Linked DNA regions of Mus musculus: region 2 is linked to region 1. A link is a contact called in public HiChIP or PLAC-seq data. All regions are on one chromosome and are shown on one strand. The core of a region is the stretch at or near the end of the contact, and the rest is flanking DNA. Distances in the headings are between cores, read along the strand shown.

What was found. HiChIP or PLAC-seq counts read pairs in DNA pulled down with a chosen protein or histone mark.
Region 2: a contact with region 1 is called in an H3K27ac HiChIP or PLAC-seq map of embryonic stem cells, with 8 read pairs. The contact joins the enhancer-like site here to the promoter of Rps6ka2 in region 1. A contact is called at or near these places in 5 of 484 Hi-C or Micro-C datasets (the N1E-115 cell line, female germline stem cells, muscle stem cells and 2 more), 10 of 115 datasets of contacts at active chromatin or transcription factors (bone marrow-derived macrophages, embryonic fibroblasts, embryonic forebrain and 4 more) and 2 of 9 other capture datasets (adipose tissue and pancreatic islet).

The regions. Positions count from the first base shown.
Region 1 is chr17:7,168,610-7,171,758 of GRCm38.p6, forward strand. It overlaps Rps6ka2 (ribosomal protein S6 kinase, polypeptide 2), which reads left to right and starts at 1,506. Exons shown (of 21, transcript NM_011299.4): 1 at 1,506-1,834. The coding sequence starts at 1,736.
Region 2 is chr17:7,205,166-7,208,262 of GRCm38.p6, forward strand. The region is part of intron 1 of Rps6ka2 (ribosomal protein S6 kinase, polypeptide 2); the gene reads left to right. Among named protein-coding and RNA genes, the nearest start is that of Rps6ka2, 37 kb to the left of the region's middle. Within about 2 kb of position 1,781, at least 40 of the 459 cell types and tissues checked have an H3K27ac peak or open chromatin away from gene starts, as enhancers often do. A contact at or near this core is called in embryonic stem cells and neutrophils, where this site is marked.

The sequences.
Region 1 (3,149 bases), core at 256-2,755:
AGGTCTCTGCCCTCAGCTCTCCAAGACCTTGCCAATTCAGGAGTCTTAGGAACCAATTCTCCATAGGAGTTTATGATTAGGTACTCTAATTGCTAAAGTCTCCTTGAAAAAGGACCAGGCCTTGCCCTCAGGCAGTGTAAAATAATAAACATTCCAAGAGTAGCCAAGAAGGTTTGCTTAGAGGACCCGATCTTAGCCCATTCTCCTGATTTCATCCTTAGAAGGCACCTCTGGGAGCTAAGACATCACGGGGAGAGATGCTGAGGTCAAGTCACAAGTCACAAGCCAGTGTACACTGTCTCTACTGAAGCTGCAAACCCTTACACTGCATGCAGCCTATCTCTGGAGCCCCACACCAGAGGGATAGCAGTTCCTAAAAGCCCGCTCTAGATGGGACTGACTCCTGCTCCAGGTGAAATTAGCCCTTTGATGTTTTATGTGACGTGGGTTTCCCAGCATGTTGGATCTTTTGATTCCTGTGTCCTTTATGACTACCACCAGTCTGGGTGGGAAAGTGTTGAGAACTGCCCGGTGGGCTGCATATCATGCAGGAGAGTGAATCTGTTTTCTCCAGTGGCCAAAGGAACTGGGCTTACCCTCAGCTCTTCTCTAATCTGCTTCTATTCTGCCACGGGGCATAAGACTTTATTAACCTCAGCCTTTCTTTTTGTGTGACTAGGAAGGATCATTTGGACTTAGGTTAAAGCAGGCTCTGATTGCTTCCTCAGACTGAGACTCAGGATGTTCCTGCTGCTGGCCCTGATAGTCATCTGTGAGGATAATTGTCTATAAATGGAGCCCGAGGTCACAGAGAGCGGATGTGAGCCTTTGTTCTCAGCTGCTGGCCCCGACCACGTGAGGCGTCCTCACCGAGAGGAGGAAGGCCGCTGACACTGCGAAGCAGGCGGGGTCCTCTCCCAATGATTCCCCAATAAGCAAGGAGTTGCAGGGACCAGCTGTAGGAGTGACCCGAGTGTAGTGCTTGTGGGCGCTTTTCTAGCATGCTAGGTCATTAAAGTTTTGCTTTGCAGAGAAATTCAAAATGCTAAGCGTGGAGTCCAAGTGGACAGAGGTGTTCGGAGAAGAACACAACAGCTCGGACAGAAGAGGCAGGGAGACAGGACAAGAGCAGCGTGCCTCAGGAGCGACTGATTAAGCTCACAACGGGCGTGGGCGCTGATTGGCGGCCGTGGCAGTGGGCAGGGCGATACTGCACCCCACTGTTCTCTGAGGGCAGGAGTTGTAGGAGAGGGAGGAGTAGGCAACGGCGCTGATTGGAGGCGTTCACGGGGACAACGCCCCTGGGCAGGATGGCTGGTGATAATTGGAGAGTACGGTGGTGGGCGGGGTGAGGGTGGGGCTGTCCGGAGTAGGTTTTCCGACTAAAGGGGAAAAGAGCTCTGGCTGCGGGCACTGATTGGTGGGTGGGCGTGTAGGCGTGGCGCAGCGTCGCACTCTGGTTGGTCGGAACGACGCTGGGTGTAGTCTATGGGCGGGGCAGGTTGCCGGGAGCTGGTACTCCTGGCCGGAGGCAAAGGCGCCGCGGGAGTGATCCAGGGACCCGGGCCCGGTGGCCGGTGCGGCCTGCCCTTTGTGCTTGCAGCCCGCATCCGCGCCGAGGGCCGCCGCGTCGGGCTCCCCGGCGCGCGTGCCCGCCAGCGCGCTGCCTAGCCTGGGATGTGCCGGGGATGCGCGCCCGCCGGCCCTGCGGCTCCTGGCAGCTGGGCGCGGGGCGATGGAGCTGAGCATGAAGAAGTTCACGGTGCGCAGGTTCTTCTCCGTGTACCTGCGCAAGAAGTCGCGCTCCAAGAGCTCCAGTCTGAGTCGCCTCGAGGTAAAGGCCCTCCCCGGGAGCGCGCAGGATGCGGGTCCCCGCTGCGCCTGGAGTGGGCATGTAGAGCCTCAGGGCGTGCGGCTACAGTCCAGTGCATCATCACCCCAGACCGGAGCCAGCTGTGGGAAGTTATTTGAAAACTGGTCCAGTTGTCATGAAAATCTATCAAATCGACTCCAAATGTTAGCACTTCATAACAACTGCAGAGAGCGAGTCCTTGCTGCGATTGAAGTTAACCTCAGTGAATTTCTTTCTAGTGCCCCTGTGTGCACAGGATTCGGGGTCACTCCTAGAGAGAGGCTTTAGAGGAGGGGTGCGGTCGGTGCAGCTGGGTTGCCGCGTGGTGTGGGAGTGCTTTGGGAGGCTACATGAGTCCTAAGTTTTGTAGCCTCTGGCGCCTGCCCGTTTTACCTTGAGTCTGGTACTGTGTGGATCAGGGTATTTGAGATCAGTGTAGAGTTGACCAAAGCAACTCAAGAGGGCTCTGTGCATTTTGGTGTTCCTAGGTGGTGGAGTGCCTGACGCAATTCCCCCGCAGCCCAGGCTTTGAGATAGATTGGCTCTGAAACCCGAGGGATGCCGGAAAATCTTGACCTTTGCAGGTCTCGCATCTTCCATGTCCAGTCGTCTGTGATTTTAACGGTGGCTTTCATTTCTGACTAACAACTAAACTATCCTCATCCCAGTGCTCAGACCACGTTGTTGATGAGTCCATAGAGAGCAAAACCGTGTGACCCGCTTTGCTAGTGAAGTGTGTAAGAGAAAGTTGACAACTAACCTAGAGATTTCATGGAACATTGATGTCCCTGCTTCAGTGCAGGCCCATATGGAATTGTGTGTGTGGTTAGAAAAAAATATCACAGATTTCATGTTGAATTGCTCTGTCTCAGCCTTAGTATGTTACACACAGGCAAAGGGCTCTGTGATGATCAAGAGACCTTTTAAGTCCGGGGACAGACTTAAAACCACCAGGGAACTGCTGTTGAAAAAGTTTCTGTTGCTAAATTCCAGCTCAGAATTGAATAGAGTAGAGCGGTTCTCAGAGAGCAAAGCACTGATTTTGGACAAACACAATTATCATTCTGGTAATGGAGAGGGGTATTTAAACTTAATGATGAGAGAAATTGAATAAAAGTTCATTTTTTTTTCTGGTATTCTGCAAAAATCTAGCTAACAGGAACAGAAATTACAGAAGTATTACCTTCCCACCAGATGTGTTTTTATCATCTATTTTCTCATAACGCCAAGTTTATTATGCTGTCCCTTGTCTCTGAGCTGTTGCTCTTGTCTCTTCGTCTCTGTGAGCAAACTCTAT
Region 2 (3,097 bases), core at 531-3,030, 37 kb after region 1:
GGTTCAAGGACAACGTGGAGCTCACCTTGGGGACTGTCCTCACACATTGGTGAAGAGAAGTAAACAGGCTCAACGGGAACAGCTCTTGCATTCTTGGGGACAAAGCAATTTGACTCTTGCACTCAGGAGGGTATGGTGCAGGGTACGGCCACCACCCGCTCCCATCCCACCCTCTCCCAGCTCCAGGCTCAGGGAGATCTGGAATTTTCCTAATGTGGAAGCAGATAGCATTGCAATCGGAAGTGGTCCTTGAGTGAATTTTCTTCTCCTGGGTAAAATATGTATGAAGAAGGATTCTTAAGCTTTTTGATCTTTCATCAAAACCCACTAGTTTACTGGGCCTAGGAACAGAAGGCCGTTCTGTCTCTTGTGTGGCATAAGCCAGGTGTGGTGGCTGTAATCCTAGCACTGGGGAGACAGACTCAGGAGGACTAGAAGTTCAAGGTCGTCTTTGGCTCCATCGCAATTCAAGGCCAGGGTAAGAAAGCTTCATAAGATCCTCATTGTCCTCAGTGGAACCAGGACGAATGGGTCCCTCGGGTCTCAGTCCACCGGAACAGCAGGAAGTGTTACAGCTCTTAGCAGAGAAATGAGGAGATTGGGGAGGCTTACAGGGCAGGTAGCCAAGGTTGTGCTACTGTGGTGGCAGCACCCTCGGCATGAGCCTGGCCTGTGAGGTAGGTCTAGGATCCAGAGCTGACTGCTTCGGGAGAGAGAACTCTTCCCCAAGTGTTACAGCTCAGTGAAAACAGCCAGTCTCAGAAGTGCACTTTATTCCATGTAGACAGGGCTTATATAAACATTGAGGAGTAGAGTGGGATTTAGGGGAAGGTTTTCCTACTGGCTCAGTTTGAGATGCTAGTGATACTCTTTTTGCATGGGGGAGGACTCCAGGTGTCTTCCCTACGTGACCGATTGTTATGATCCTTGGTTACGTGTGTCGGCAGGACCATTCTCAGTTCTGAGATTCACGTGGTCTGAACTCACTTAGCCTTCCCAGTTCTGTCCGGTGGCATGGTCTACTTGTTCCACAGACCCTGTCTTAAAAAGCAAACAAGCTAGCAAGCAAGCAAGCAACCAACCAACCAAAACCACCCGCTGGTGTGGGTTTTGTGTTCCTTCATATGTCCCTCCCCATTCTATCCCATAGGATATCTTTCCCCTCACTCACCCTAGATCCCTTAGCCTCTGACTTCTGCTCTTTCCAGTTGGGACATAGAACTGGTAGAGGAGGGGAAGAAGAACCTCCCTGAATGCTCTGTTTAGGTTGTGCACAGCCTACGAGATCTTGGGTTTCTCCCTGACTGTCAGAGCTGAGCAGAGTACAGGGTGAGTTGGGGTGCTGCAGGGTGCATTGTAGCTCTGTGCTCTGTACTGAGGAGGGGAGAGGGGTTGTTTTTAACTTCCCCTTCTTCAGCTCCATTTGCTCAAGATTGGGTCATCCTTGGGTTGCTGTGACTCCATACCCATTGACTAGGTAGTAAGGATGCATTGGTCATCAGACCGGAAGGGCAGGGCCTGCAGAACTGGGGCCCCTGATACCAGCAGTGCCAGGGTGCCCATGACTCATGGGAAGACCATGCTTAAGCCATAAAACACTAAGTGATAAGACCTGGGGTCTCAGAGTCACAGTTAGGACTCTGCTGTGGTAAAGCATCCCTGTTCGTTTTGGTTGAGACTCTCCTTGAGGGTTATTTGGCATGTGTGTTGTTTGTATCATCATGAAAGGGGACACTTGTGAGTCCTCCTCTTAGCATACAAATGAGATTGCAAATGTCTGACCTTTGAAAAGGAAAGGGTGGGGAATGGTAAAGCTGGAGACAGGGTTCCTTTAAATACCACGGAACTGCTCTTTCTCTGCCGATTGACCTCTTACATTTTAAAGGCCTGTTCACTCTCCTAAGGTGTCTTGTATCATATCCCCACAGCTGCCCTTATGCATGTCAACTTCACATGATACGGTCTGTTCATCTTCTCCCAGACACTCTGGCACTCAGCAATGATTTTATTTTAAAAAACGTCTTCAAACAGAAGCTGCTTGACTGGCCTGGGCTGCCATAGTATGTTTTCTATAATCCGAGGATTTGCCATCTTGGAGACTTCTTGGAGCACCGCATCTTGTACATGCGTCTTCCTCACAGATGGGCCAGCTTCTGTACAGAAAGCAGACACCCTCAGCCCACGGCCACCATGTTTTATAGTAACTTTTGATTTTACAGTGTTACTCAGAACAGTTTGAATAAAGGAAATAGAAAAGAAATTAAACAACACAGAACTAAACAGTTTGAACATGCTGTGAATGCTTGTCGAGCCCCATGCTCCCACGTCACAGCCTCCCATTACACTGACCATCCTCCGCTTCAACCTCTTGTGGTCCTTGTCTTCGTCTATGTCTACGTTTAGGTCTGCCTGTGTCGGGATTGACCTAGAGCAGAAGGCAAAATGTGAAGGGCTTTTGCTCTTTTAGTTGCCTTGGCGGAGGTTTCAGATGCAGAATCGCATACGATGCTGTCCACCGTGCTTCCTGTAGCTCTTGGGTCGGTCCACGCTGCCCTCTGTATTCATGGTCCCCAGTGGTGGGAATTCTGATGGCCCAAGCTCAGGATCAGTTTTCACACCCTACGCAGGGCATCAGAGTGCCAAGCAGTTGTTTCACAGAGCTGTGTTTCGGAGTGGTCACATGGAACCTTCGAGTGTGCAGATTCTGCTTGTAACTTACCACCGTTAGCCTCAGCATCTTAGGGCCAAGATGTCTGCTTCTGGTTTTCAGCAATAAGCAAGGTGCAGGATGGCTGGGGTATGGGGTACTTGGCCATAGTACTCCTAAGACTGGAGGACAATCTGAATCTCATCATCACCCCCCCCCCCGCCCCCTCACCCCCCCCGCCCCCCCCCCCCCCCGCGGGGCAGTTATACTCCTTAGAGCAGGTAGTGGGGGTCTACCTGTGATTCTTGTAGGTAAGCAGCAGAGAAAGCTGTAAGAAGAAAGAAGTCTCTGTCTGGGTAGCTAAGGTGTTTTTAGAGGCAGAGAATGAGCAGAAAAAGCAACGCCAGACCCAGCCAGACCCATTGCAGATCGCAGCTCACTGCTGTGGGC